2 separate regions of the Sus scrofa genome follow, and region 1 is linked to region 2. A link is a contact called in public HiChIP or PLAC-seq data. All regions are on one chromosome and are shown on one strand. Each heading gives the region's core, a stretch centred on a gene start, on an enhancer-like site or on the middle of the called end of the contact. The rest is flanking DNA. Distances are from core to core; before and after follow the strand shown.

Region 1 (6,137 bases), core at 606-3,105, 84 kb before region 2:
GCTTGGACAAATTTATCAGTTTCCATTATTTTGGCAGGAGGGCAGCATTCCATGCCTTCTGATTTATGATCCTAGCTAAGGAAGTCTTACCCAATCAGATATAACATCCATCCCCAAAATGCAACCAGGTAAATGGGACAAAACCACTTCACTAAAGAATGTTCAGACATTACAATTTCTATCCAAACTTTTATCTTAATCAACTGTTACATTCCCAAATCCTCCCAATCTAACCGTTGCCCCATCGGGACTCACCACCAGGTTTTGGAACCACCATGTGTGGCTCTTCTCTTATGTCCTGACAATCTTACCCACTCACATAGCCTTGAGTCCCCAGCCAGTGTTTCAGAACATTTGAAGTAAGGTTTCTCCTTGTCATCCTTGCCTTCTAAATTTTTAAATTCCTCCAAATTATGCTTAGAGTCCCTCCATGTTTCTGGACCAGCAGGGGCTGCCACTGGTCCACTCAAATTCCAAAACAATTAAGACCTTTGTTTTTCCATCTACAGATGAACGGATAAAGAAGATGTGGTGTATATGCACAGTGGAATACTACTCAGCCATAAAAAAGAATGCAAATTTTGCCATGTGCAGCAACGTGGATGGACTTGGAAGGCATTATGCTAAGTGGAGTACGTCAGAGAAGTGTATGATATCACTTACATGTGACATCTGAAAAATACAACAAACTAGTGAATAGAACCAAAAACAAGCAGACTCACAGATACAGGGAACAAAATAAAGGTTACCTGTGGGGAAGGGGTATGGGGAGGGGTAAGAGAGGGGTAGGGGGTTCCAAGGCACAAATTACTATGTATAAAATAAGCTACAAAGACATATTATACAACATAGAGGATATAGTCAATATTTTATTTTATTTTGTCTTTTTAGGGCCTTGCCTGCAGCATATGGAGGTTCCCAGGCTAGGGGTCGAATGGGAGCTATAGCTGCCAGCTTACACCGCAGCCACAGCAAGGCAGGATCTGAGCCATATCTGCGACCTACACCACAGCCCATGGTGTAATGCCAGATCCTTAACCCACTGAGGGAGGCCAGGGATTGAACCTTCATCCTTATGGTTACTAGTCAGATTCATTTCCGCTGAGCCATGATGGGACCTCCCAATATTTTATAATAACTATAAATGGAATATAACCTTGAAAAATTATAGATCACTCACTATATTGTATACTTGTAACTTACATAGTATGTGTATCAACTCTACTTCAATTTAAAAAAAAAGACCTCTGTTTTGACCTCTCCAATACCCACTTTATTCATCCCATTTTTAAATTACCATTTAAACATTTCCACCTTGCTGGGGTGAGTTCTTAACCTCTCCTCTTTACCTTTCCCCAATCTCCTACAAAGCAGCCCAATTTTCTTTTCTATCTGTTGTTTCATCATAGTTTTTGCCAGTGGTAGTGGCATGAGGCTAGCAGCTCTAACTCAGGCTGGCTGGAATTCAAGTCTGGCCCAGTAAGGTGCACCTGCCACCCTGCCTCGCTTTCATTTTAGCTATTATGGAAAACAACAGCCAAGAGAATGTTTCTTGTTACACTGTATTTCCTCATGCATGAGCCAGCTGCTCAGGAATTAAATCCATTATGTCAAAATTCTATTGGTAACTGTTTTGTGTGTTTTGCTTTGGTTTTTGGCCACACCCTCGGCAGCATGTGGAAGTTCCTGGGCCAGGGATCAAACTTGAACCGCAGCTGCAACCTATGCCAGATCCTTAACCCACTGTGTCACACTGGGAACTCCCTCTAGGTAACTTTTGCCTGGAGTAACTGATCAGCTTCAGCTGCTGTTCCATATCATGAGTGACTGGTAGTCATCCAGAGATCAAAAGTTCATCAGCCCCCTTCCTTCCTCTTTCCAAACCACATGTTTCAGTGAGTCAGGGTCATTCTAGAGAATCCCACTTGTGAGGCCAACTGCGAAAGGTTAGGCCACTTTTCCCTGCAGTCCCTACAAAGGACTGTCCTCCATATTGACGCTAATTGCAAGTTTGGGGATTCGCCAAACCACCCTCAGTTTCTACCATCCACTAGAAGGACCCACAGAACACTCTGAAAGCAGCTGTACTCATGGCTGCAGATTATCACAGAGAAAGGCTACAGATTAAAATCAGCCAAGGGAAGAGATGCACAGGACAGAGACCAGAGGATCCGGTGTGGAGATGCCATTGTTCTCCCCCTGTGGAGTCACGTCAGTGCCAGCTCCTTCCAGCTATGATATGTGACAGTACACACAGACTACTGCCAACCAGAGAAGATTACCCAAGCCTTGGTACCCAGAGTTTTTACTGGAACTCAATCACATATTGCCCACATGGCTGACCTTTCGTCTTCAGCTCTCCTGGAGATCAGGCTCATATCTTTATTGCCTTTTTTGGGGGGGGCATACTCTCAGCATACGCAAGTTCCAAGCCTAGGGGTAGAATTTGAACTGCAGCTCATGGCCTATGCCACAGCCACAGCCACACCAGATCTGAGCCACATCTGTGGCCTACACCACAGCTCATGGCAACACAGGATCCTTAACCCACTGAGCAGGTCAGGAATCGAACCTGCATCCTCATGGATACTAGTCGGATTCGTTTCTGCTGTGCCCCAACAAGAACTCCCAGGCTGTTATCTTTAGTTTCCAGTCCCTCTAGAAGCAGAACGGATACCATTATCTCCACCAAAAGACACTATCGTAAATCACACTGTTAGACTGTGCCTTCACTACGCAAGTAGGCAAATTTTCTCAAATAGAATAACAAAAGGTATGAACCATAGAACGACTACTAACATGTAAATTCTCGAAATAAAAACCGTGCTCTTCAAAAGTATCTTAAGAAAATGAAAAGACAAGTCAGAGACAGGGAGAAAATATTTTGAATATATAGAGTATTTGACAAAAGACTTGTGTTCAGAATATGTAAAGAACCTCACAACTCAGTAAGGAGACAAATGACCCCAATAAATAATGGGCAAAAAATGTGAAGAGACCCTTCACAAAAGAAGAAACGAGTGGTTAACGGGCACATGGAAAAAATGTTTAACGTCTTTAGCTATTGCGGTGATGCACGTAAAAACCTGCCCTGAGGTACCACTACCCGCATTAGCACGGCTACGATGCAAAAAGTCAAAAGAAGTTGTTGAAGAGGATGTGGAGCAACTGGACTCACAATTCACTGCTGGGAAGAAAGTAAAGTGCTCCAACCACTACCCTAAATCCAGTCCTTACACTCCTAGGTATTAGGTATATGCATTATTTGATAAATACAGAATTAATTTTTAAAATCTAGGTGGAGAAGCTTATTTACCTTGGGCAGGATTCCAGAGACAACAGCCTAAAGGTTTGGGAGAGAGAGGAGTAGTGGAAGGCTGAGTGGGGAGCAAGGAGCAAGCAGCAGGAGGTGGACAAGATAGGAGACAGGAAGGTGACATTTGCACTGAGCACGTAGTGACGGTGGCAGGGAGGGGAGCAGTGAATCCTGATCAGGGTCGTGGAGAGGCTTTACGGTGGCTGCGGCTCAGAAAGACCTTGAGACAGGTTTTGTACAGAGGAGGCTCTCCCTCTCCAAATCGTTGGTAATTATATGGAGGGACCACAGGAGGGGAAGGTGGGCGGGACCACCAGAGACAGTATCAGCACTTCGTTTGCTTTCACGGCTGAAAAATATCCCACTGTCACCCCTTAGCATCCACAGAGAATTCCCCTCAGATACCAAAATCTGCTCGTTTTGGATCAGAAGGCTGATTTTCTTTTCTTTTTTTCTAAATTGGATTGCTGACCTTCTTCCTAATTTCGAGAAGCTCTTTGTGAATCAGAGTTAGCCTTTGGTCTGTGATGACCTGCAACTATCTATTCCAGCTTGGGTATGTTTTTTGACTTTACTAGTAATTTTTTGTTACTTTTTTTTTTTTTTTTTTTTGTCTTTTGTCCTTTTAGAGCCGAACCTGTTGCATATGGAGGTTCCCAGGGTAGGGGGTCTAATCTGAGCTGTTGCTGCCGGCCTATGCCAGAGCCACAGCAACACCAGATCCGAGCCGCACCTGCAGCCTATACCACAGTTCTTGGCAACGCCACAGTTCTTGGTAACACCAGATCCCGGCCCCACTGAGCAAGGTCAGAGATCGAACCCACAACCTCATGGTTCCTAGCCAGATTCGTTTACCGCTGTGCCAAGACGGAACTCCAAACTTAAGCTTTGTCTTTTGAGGTAAGTGTAGATTCGCATACCAGAGTAAGAAAATAATTCCGAGCCATCTTGTGTACCCTTTGCCTAGTTCCCCCAGTGGTAATATCTTGTGAAACTGTAGGGCAATGCATTTGATTTTTTTGCAACATAAAATTTGTGTTTTTGTTTTAAAGGTGGTGTAATTATCAATCTTTATTTATTGCCTCTGGATTTTGACTCAGCCACAAAGCTCCTCTTGCAATACCTGTGTCACCGCTAGAGAGAGCAGTTACTTCTATGAATCTTTTATATCTCGTCCAGCCGGGAAAAGAGATTTCTAAAGATATGCCCTGTTCCTCAGGAGTTGTTTCCTGTCCCACATGCTGACTTCTTCTCTTCCGACAGAACCTGCTTTTTGCAACCCCAGCCTCTGATGCTGACCTGGGTCATACAGTTTCTGGCCACATGCAGCTGCATTCGGGGAGATGCTGGTGCCGAAGGCTCGTGACTCCACCTGATAGTGCCACCCAAGAGCCCCTCCGCCCCAGAGTCTCAGCAATCGGGTCAGTAACTGGATGGGCAGGCATGCATGGCAGAGCCATGTCCAGTGTCAGCCCTTTAGCTCTGGGAGCCTCTTCCTCTCTCCAACTCACTGGAGATTCAGGGGCTTTGAAGTCAAACTCATCCCCAGGCTGTTATCGATCACCTGTCATTTCTGCTGCTTAAGCCACAATTACTGGGCTTCCTACACTTGACCTGTAATTGAATTTCCTTGGGAACTCAATGACAAGATTGATTCAGCCTAATTGAGTCAAAGATCAACTCTCCATGCCATTCATCTAGTCCTGCTCTCTGCCTGGGGCTTTCAGACGAGGCTATAAGACTTTCACAGTTTTTGTTTTAAAAGTCAAGGCCCAACTGACACCTCTTAAGTACCATTTCTTCAAGTGATCCTATGGAACGCTGCCTTTCTTTGCCTTCTCCTCATCTTTGCCAGCCAAGAGCAGAGGAAACTTCTGTTTTTAAACTTGTTTGTAGGAGTGCCAGTCGTGGCGCAATGGTTAACGAATCCAACTAGGAACCATGAAGTTGCAGGTTCGACTCCTGGCCTTGCTCAGTGGGTTAAGGATCCCGCGTTGCCATGAGCTGTAGTGTAGGTTGAAGATGTGACTCGGATCCTGCGTTGCTGTGGCTCTGGCATAGGCTGGTGGCTACAGCTCCAATTAGAACCCTAGCCTGGGAACCTCCATATGCTGTGGGAAGCGGCCCTAGAAAAGGCAAAAGGACAATAAATAAATAAATAAATAAACAAACTTGCTTGTGTTCTCTTCACAAGAATGCTAAAATGCAATTTGAAGGAAACAAGTCTAGTCTTGTTCAAAAGTAGGTTTGGAAATGAGTAGGAAGTCGGCTTCTGGGCAGTTCAGGAAAACAGCAATCGATTTATTCCTTTTCAAATTTTCATAGTATGACTTGATAATAAAAAGATAACCCAATTTAAAAATGATTAAAAGATCTAAATAGACATTTCTTTAAAGAAGATATACAAATAGCCAATAAGCACATGAACGATGCTCACCATTTCTTGCTGTCAGGGAAAAGCAAGTCAAAATCTCAGTGAGATATCACTTCACACCCACTAGGATGACTCTAATCAAAAAAACAGGAGTTCCCGTCATGGCTCAGTGGAAATGAATCTGACTGGCATCCATGAGGACACAAGTACGATCCCTGGCCTCCCTCAGTGGGTTAAGGGTCCAGCATTGCCATGAGCTGTGGTGTAGGTTGCAGATGTGGCTTGGATCCATGTTGCTGTGGCTGTGGTATAGGCCAGTGGCTACATCTCCAACTGGACCCCTAGCCTGGAACCTCCATATGCTGTGAGGGTAGCCCTGAAAAGACAAAAGCCAAAAAAAAAAAAAAAAAGATAACAAATGATGGGGAGGTTGTTGAGAACGGGAAC
Region 2 (5,464 bases), core at 1,315-3,814:
CACGAGCGCTATTATTTTAAACGTCTAACAATGTAAGGAGCCTGGAGAGGGGGAAGGGATAAAATTGGTCTTGGGTAAGAATGTAAAACAAAATGGTGAGAATCAAAGCAGTCGGAATGAAAAAAAAAAAAAACAATAGAAACCTCTAACACGGATAAATTCATCTCCTAGAGAAGGACGAGGGAGGGCAGCCTGAATACATTTGCCTCAGAGGAGGGTTATTTTGCCCACGCTTCTGTAGACAGAAATAATGGGCAGACCGAAAATATTTTCCTGAAGTTTTACCTCAGAAAGTCATCTGAGGGGGTGTATCCGGGTCCCCCGTTTGACTTGGAGGGCTGAGAGGGACATAAAATTGCCCTGGGAGAGAGAGGAGGTGGGTTTCCATTTCCAACGCACAATTTTAAAAACATTCGACGTTGTTTAGAAAGCGGAGGGGAAGGGGGAGGGAGTACTGACACAAAGACCCATCTCGACCTCAGATCCCTTCATGCTCCCCCTCTCCCACACCCAAATCCAGGGTCAAAGCCCCCCAGACGCCACGTTCCAGGTTCGGAATACACACAGGTGAGAATAGCCAGCCCCTTAACTTCACCTGACACCCTTTCTCTTTTTAGCACCTCTGCCGTGCTCCAGGCAACCCCTTGCCCTCAATTCTTTATCCCTTTTCCCCCCTGCAAAATCAGTGGGCTCTCTGGGCAACTTTTTAAAAACTTTTCCCTTTTTCAGACAAGCCTAGGGGCCAGAGTGGGGGTAGGAGTGGACTTATCTGTTTCCATCAGACAGGCATCCCCCTCCTCGCCACCAAGAAAGCACCCCCCGCTCCCTCAAAGGCCGTCTCAACTAGACAGGAACATTTGCCACATGAGCCACCCAGATCAATATGACAGTTTTACCAAGAACCTGATGTCAGATGTTTTGAAGTTTGGTGCATTTGCGCTGCATGGCACCCAGAGGCCTGGGGGTGTGAACACCCGAAAGATGCTCACCTAGTCTATCCTAAAAAAGACTAGCAACACTCCACCGGGAAGGTAGCCAGAATGGGGCCCCTGGACGCGAGGCAGCCGTCAGGCCCTCCAGCGCGGGCGGAACTGCCCAGACAGTGCGGGCGACTTGTCAACCCCGGGGAGGGATGCCGAGTGACGGTCAAGCTGCAGAACAGCTGGGTGGGCAGTTCACGCCCCCCGACGTGGTCAGGGTGTGGGTGGTTTCAGCGGGAGAGTGAGTGACAGTGAATGGCAGCCACGTGAGAGTCACAGCTGGGCAGCTCGGCCACCCCAGACTGACGGGGTCATGGGGGGGGGCGGCGCACTTGACACAAAAGAGCCCAGAGGAGAGAGAAAGGGGGTGGGGTTGGGGGCATCTGTTCTCCCAGACACTCCCCTCTTGCTCCCCAATCCTCAGTGACTGCTCTCCCTAGTACGAGCCGAACCGGGAAGAGGGGGCAGGAGCCAGTCTCATTCCAGGAAGTGGTCTGCGTGGAGTGTGGCCACCACCTGCCCCTAGTCGTCAGCCGCCCGCAAACATTCACACGACCCCTCCCCCACGTGCCACCGCACGCCCCAGAGTTGGCGGGCACCGAAGTCCCCGCAGGTGTGGGGGGGGGTCCGAGGGACACCCGCCCCCTCCCCAGCCGCTCCCCCGGCCTTCCCAACTCCTGACGAAGGGTGGGGTGGGGGTTAGGGCCGCGGTCCGCTCCTCGCGCGGAAACCCCACTTCACCTCGGTCCAACCCCACCGGGGCCGGAGCCCCAGGGGCGCCCGCGCGGCCGCCCCTCCCCCACGCGCCCCTCCCCCACGCCGCCGTCCGGCCGCCAGGGTCTCCGCGGTCCCTCGCTCGGCCAGGGAGGGGGCCCTGGCTTCGCCTTGGACGTTTCCTGCCTACCCCCTCCCCGCCGAGGATAAAAAAAAAAAAAATCTCCTCCTCCTCCTCCCCCGAAAGCCGCGACCGAGTGGCCCGGTCCGCGCGCGCAGCTCGCGCCCGGCGCTCTTCAGCCCGGGCGGCGGTGGCGGCGGCGGCGGCGGCGGCGGCGGCGGCGGCGGCGGAGGGGTGCGGCGGGGGAGGGGAGGAGGCCTGGCCCGGCGGCCGCCACCGCCGCCCGCCTGGACCGCTCGGACCGCCGGGACCGGCGCCGGGCGACGGGCCCGAGACGGCGCTCCGCGCCCCGGATTCGCCTCGGCTCGGCCGCGCGGTGGGTGCCTCGCCCCCGCCCGGCTTCGGGCGCCCGCGGCTCCCGCTTGGGTTTGGGGGGAGTCGGCGGCCGCTTACCTGGCGGCGGGGGCGGCGGCGGCGGCGGCGGGGGCGGCGGCGGCGGTGGCGGGAAGAGGTGGCAGCCGGGGGGGCTGTGGCGGTCGCGGCCCCGATCGTGGCCCGGCCCGCGCCCGAGTACTCCCTCGTCGTCGTCCTCCTCGTAGTCCTCGTCGGCCGCCTCCACCTCCTCCTCCTCCTCGTCGCCCTCTTCTTCCTCCTCTTCTTCCTCCTCCGACACCACCATCTCCTCCTCCTCCTCCTCCTCGTCCCTCAGAGGGGAAGCCATCCTGTGGCTCTGGCCCCCCACCACCCCCCCACCCACCGCCCGCCCGCCTCCCCCACCGCTACCACCACCACCTCCTCCTCCTCCTCCTCCTCCTCCTCCTCCTCCTCGGCGGCGGCGTCCTCCTCCTCCTCCTCCTCACCGCCTCCCCCAGCCCCCAAAACCCCGGGCCACCCCCTCCGAACCCCCCTCGGGGCCGCCGTCTGACGAGGGGGGCCAAACCACCCCCAAAAATTTTCTTGGAAAAAATTGAGGACTTTTTTTTTTCTTTCTCTCCTTCCTCCCGAGAGAACAAGAGAGGGGGATTAAAATATATATATATATATATATAAAAGTTTTCGACTTCTCTCTACCCCCCTCTCCGTTGCTTTAAATATATTTAAATTCTGAGGGGGGCGCTCAGAAATATTTCTCAGAGCTGAGGCACTAAGATGGCCGCCTGGAAATTATTTTTAAAACAACCCCCCCTCCAGCACCGCCACCCCCTCCATGAAGAAAGGGAGAGGGGGGAAAAATCCCCTTTTAAAACAAAATGGCTGGCTTAATATTTCATTTTTCACCCCCCCATTCTCCTCCCTGTTACACCCCCATCTCCAAGCCTCTACCCAGAAACCCACAAATTTCTCCCTTTTTTTCATAACTGATTAGTGCACAGATTAATAGAGATATTTTCCTTGTGTACTGAGTATGTGAGTGTGTGCGTTGGGGGGGCATGAAGGATTTCTGCATAAAACAAAAATGGCTGCTGTGACTAACTCCCCCCTTATAAAAAAATATTTGAGGGGGGGCATTAATCAGTACTCATGCTCAGTCTGACATCAGCATAAATTGTTAAAGGTTAACTAGTTAGATACTAGTCCAACTAGATTTAAATTTTTTTCTTTTCTTTACTAGTCTCTTCCTCCCCACCTCCCTTCTCTTAAAGAAAAGCTTTTTTTTTTTTTTCTGAATACTTCAGAAGGGAGTGGTTTGATGTGAAGGTTTTTTTTTTCCCCTTCAGGCATTGAAAAGAAAAAAGATGAAATATATGTTTATATATAACTCTGTTTCTACATACCTCATTGAAGTCAAAACGCATTTAATTGTATACGTATCTTTTAAGTGAGAAGCGGTACTGGATTTTTTTTCCTTTCTTTAAAAAAGTGATAGAAATCCTAGTGACTTTTGGGGGAGAGATATGAATAGATACGATGATTGAGTTTTTTTTCAAAGGAGTCCATGTTTGATTCTCCCCTTTGCCCAGCCTTTTCAGCGATTTAAAATTGTTGTAAATTTTATCCTCTTTTCTCCTTTACTTTTCCCTTCCTTCCCCCAATTACTTGAATATAAAATTTATCTGACTTGGGAAATTAATTTAGGGGTAAATGGAACAGCTTTTTAGATTACAGGGGAAAGAGTTAAGTCTGAGGATTGTGAAATTTTCTCTTTTCTCCCGTTTCAGTATATTTTCCTTCCTCCATGATCTCCAACACTGATAAAGTGGAAGAAACTGAGGTACCATGAAAGAGAAAAGTAACGTGGACTGAGAAAAAGAAAGAGGTAGGGGGTTACACGCGCATTGTCATCTGACTTTCTGCTCCATGCTTTCCCACTGCACCCCAGTGTTGATCTTAAAAGTGATACCAGGAATCAGATGGAAGGCTGCAAAGGAGCCCAAAAGTAGCTTTCTCATCGAGCGATTTGGTCAGAGAAGTCATAAAATAAAACTTGCCAGTTGAGTAATGCTAGCAAAGGATGGAGGGCAAGTAGCTCCGTGGGACCCTGTTTCATTCTTATCCTTTTCTTCCTCCAGTTTCCAGCCATTCTTTTGATCTCATTTTGCCCTTTCCCTTGCTTCCCATCCCTTGCCTGTGGAATCATTTCTCTCCTGGGTTATTCCCACCTTTTAGGTTTGGCTGCCAGCCGGCCAGCAGTCCCTGCAGGGTTTGGGGGTACCTTCACAAGGAGCGGTAGGTAGGCAGCAACCAGAAAGGAATAGTGGCAGGGCACATTTTTGCTTACAAGGCTTACAGTATTCTTTATTGATGTGCCAACCCCCGCCCCCCATAATACACCTTATTGAGCATTGATTTCCATCTTTTTCTTAACCTGGACTTTGGAATTCTTTTTGCCTCTGCTCCCGTATCATTCCTGTCTTGAGTGTAACTCCAGTTCCTCTTCCATTCGATTTTGTTATGTCCTCTTTCTCAGCCCCTCTGTACTAGTTCATCTGGGTGGCCCCCTCTTTCTGTATATGGGCTTCTGTGAATGTGTGTGTTTTTTCATCGAGGCTGTCTTTCTCTCTCCTGGACTCAGGCTCTGTCACCTCTAAGTGACTTTCCATCTCTGTCTTCTTTCTGTTTACTTCTGTCTTCCGGGCTCCAACTGTGTGTGCCTCCCCCTCTTTCTGGCCCCCCTGTGTGTGTCTGGGAAGCATGTCCCCATGTGTATGTGGCAGCCCTGCGCATCCTGGTGCACCACAGGCTCTCTGCCTGTGTGCCCTTTGCCTGTGCTGAGCGCCTCCGCCTGCCTGCCACATGTGCCCCGAGCTTCAGGTGTGGGTGGCTGAGGGTGGCTGTGTGCATCCCTGTACAAACATTCATCATTCTCCCCGGGTGTGCTTTGCACATGGATCTGTTAATCTGCCTGATTTTCCCTCTTGTCCATCTCCCTCTCTGCCTGCCGGCATCTCCTGTTCCCTTTTCTCTCCCTACTGACCTCTTGATTTTTCTTCTTCTCTGCTTGTTTCCGCCTGCCTCTCTACCTGCTTGCTCCTGTTATGGTGTCTGCCTGCCTGCCTGTCTGCTCCTCCCTGACTGGCTGGCAGCCTCTTTCTCTCTCTGGTTGTCTGTCTGCTTCTCTGGCTGTTTGCCCACCACTCTCTCTCTAGCCATCTGTCTCCCCGCCTGCCTGTCTCTATCACTTTTTTAGTCTCCGACTCTTGGTTTGTCT

The links. HiChIP or PLAC-seq counts read pairs in DNA pulled down with a chosen protein or histone mark.
Region 1: a contact with region 2 is called in an H3K27ac HiChIP or PLAC-seq map of alveolar macrophages. The contact joins the enhancer-like site here to the promoter of CHD3 in region 2. A contact is called at or near these places in 5 of 47 Hi-C or Micro-C datasets (adipose tissue, blood, epiblast stem cells and 2 more) and 2 of 2 datasets of contacts at active chromatin or transcription factors (alveolar macrophages and skeletal muscle).

What each region holds. Positions count from the first base shown.
Region 1 is chr12:53,215,694-53,221,830 of Sscrofa11.1, reverse strand. The region is part of intron 1 of GUCY2D (retinal guanylyl cyclase 1); the gene reads right to left. Among named protein-coding and RNA genes, the nearest start is that of GUCY2D, 18 kb to the right of the region's middle. Within about 2 kb of position 1,855, at least 1 of the 83 cell types and tissues checked has an H3K27ac peak or open chromatin away from gene starts, as enhancers often do. A contact at or near this core is called in alveolar macrophages, where this site is marked.
Region 2 is chr12:53,132,867-53,138,330 of Sscrofa11.1, reverse strand. It overlaps CHD3 (chromodomain-helicase-DNA-binding protein 3), which reads right to left and starts at 2,564. Exons shown (of 40, transcript XM_021067837.1): 1 at 2,269-2,564. The coding sequence starts at 2,536. LOC102158553 (a long non-coding RNA gene) reads left to right here and starts at 2,085. Exons shown (of 3, transcript XR_002337366.1): 1 at 2,085-2,191; 2 at 3,975-4,072.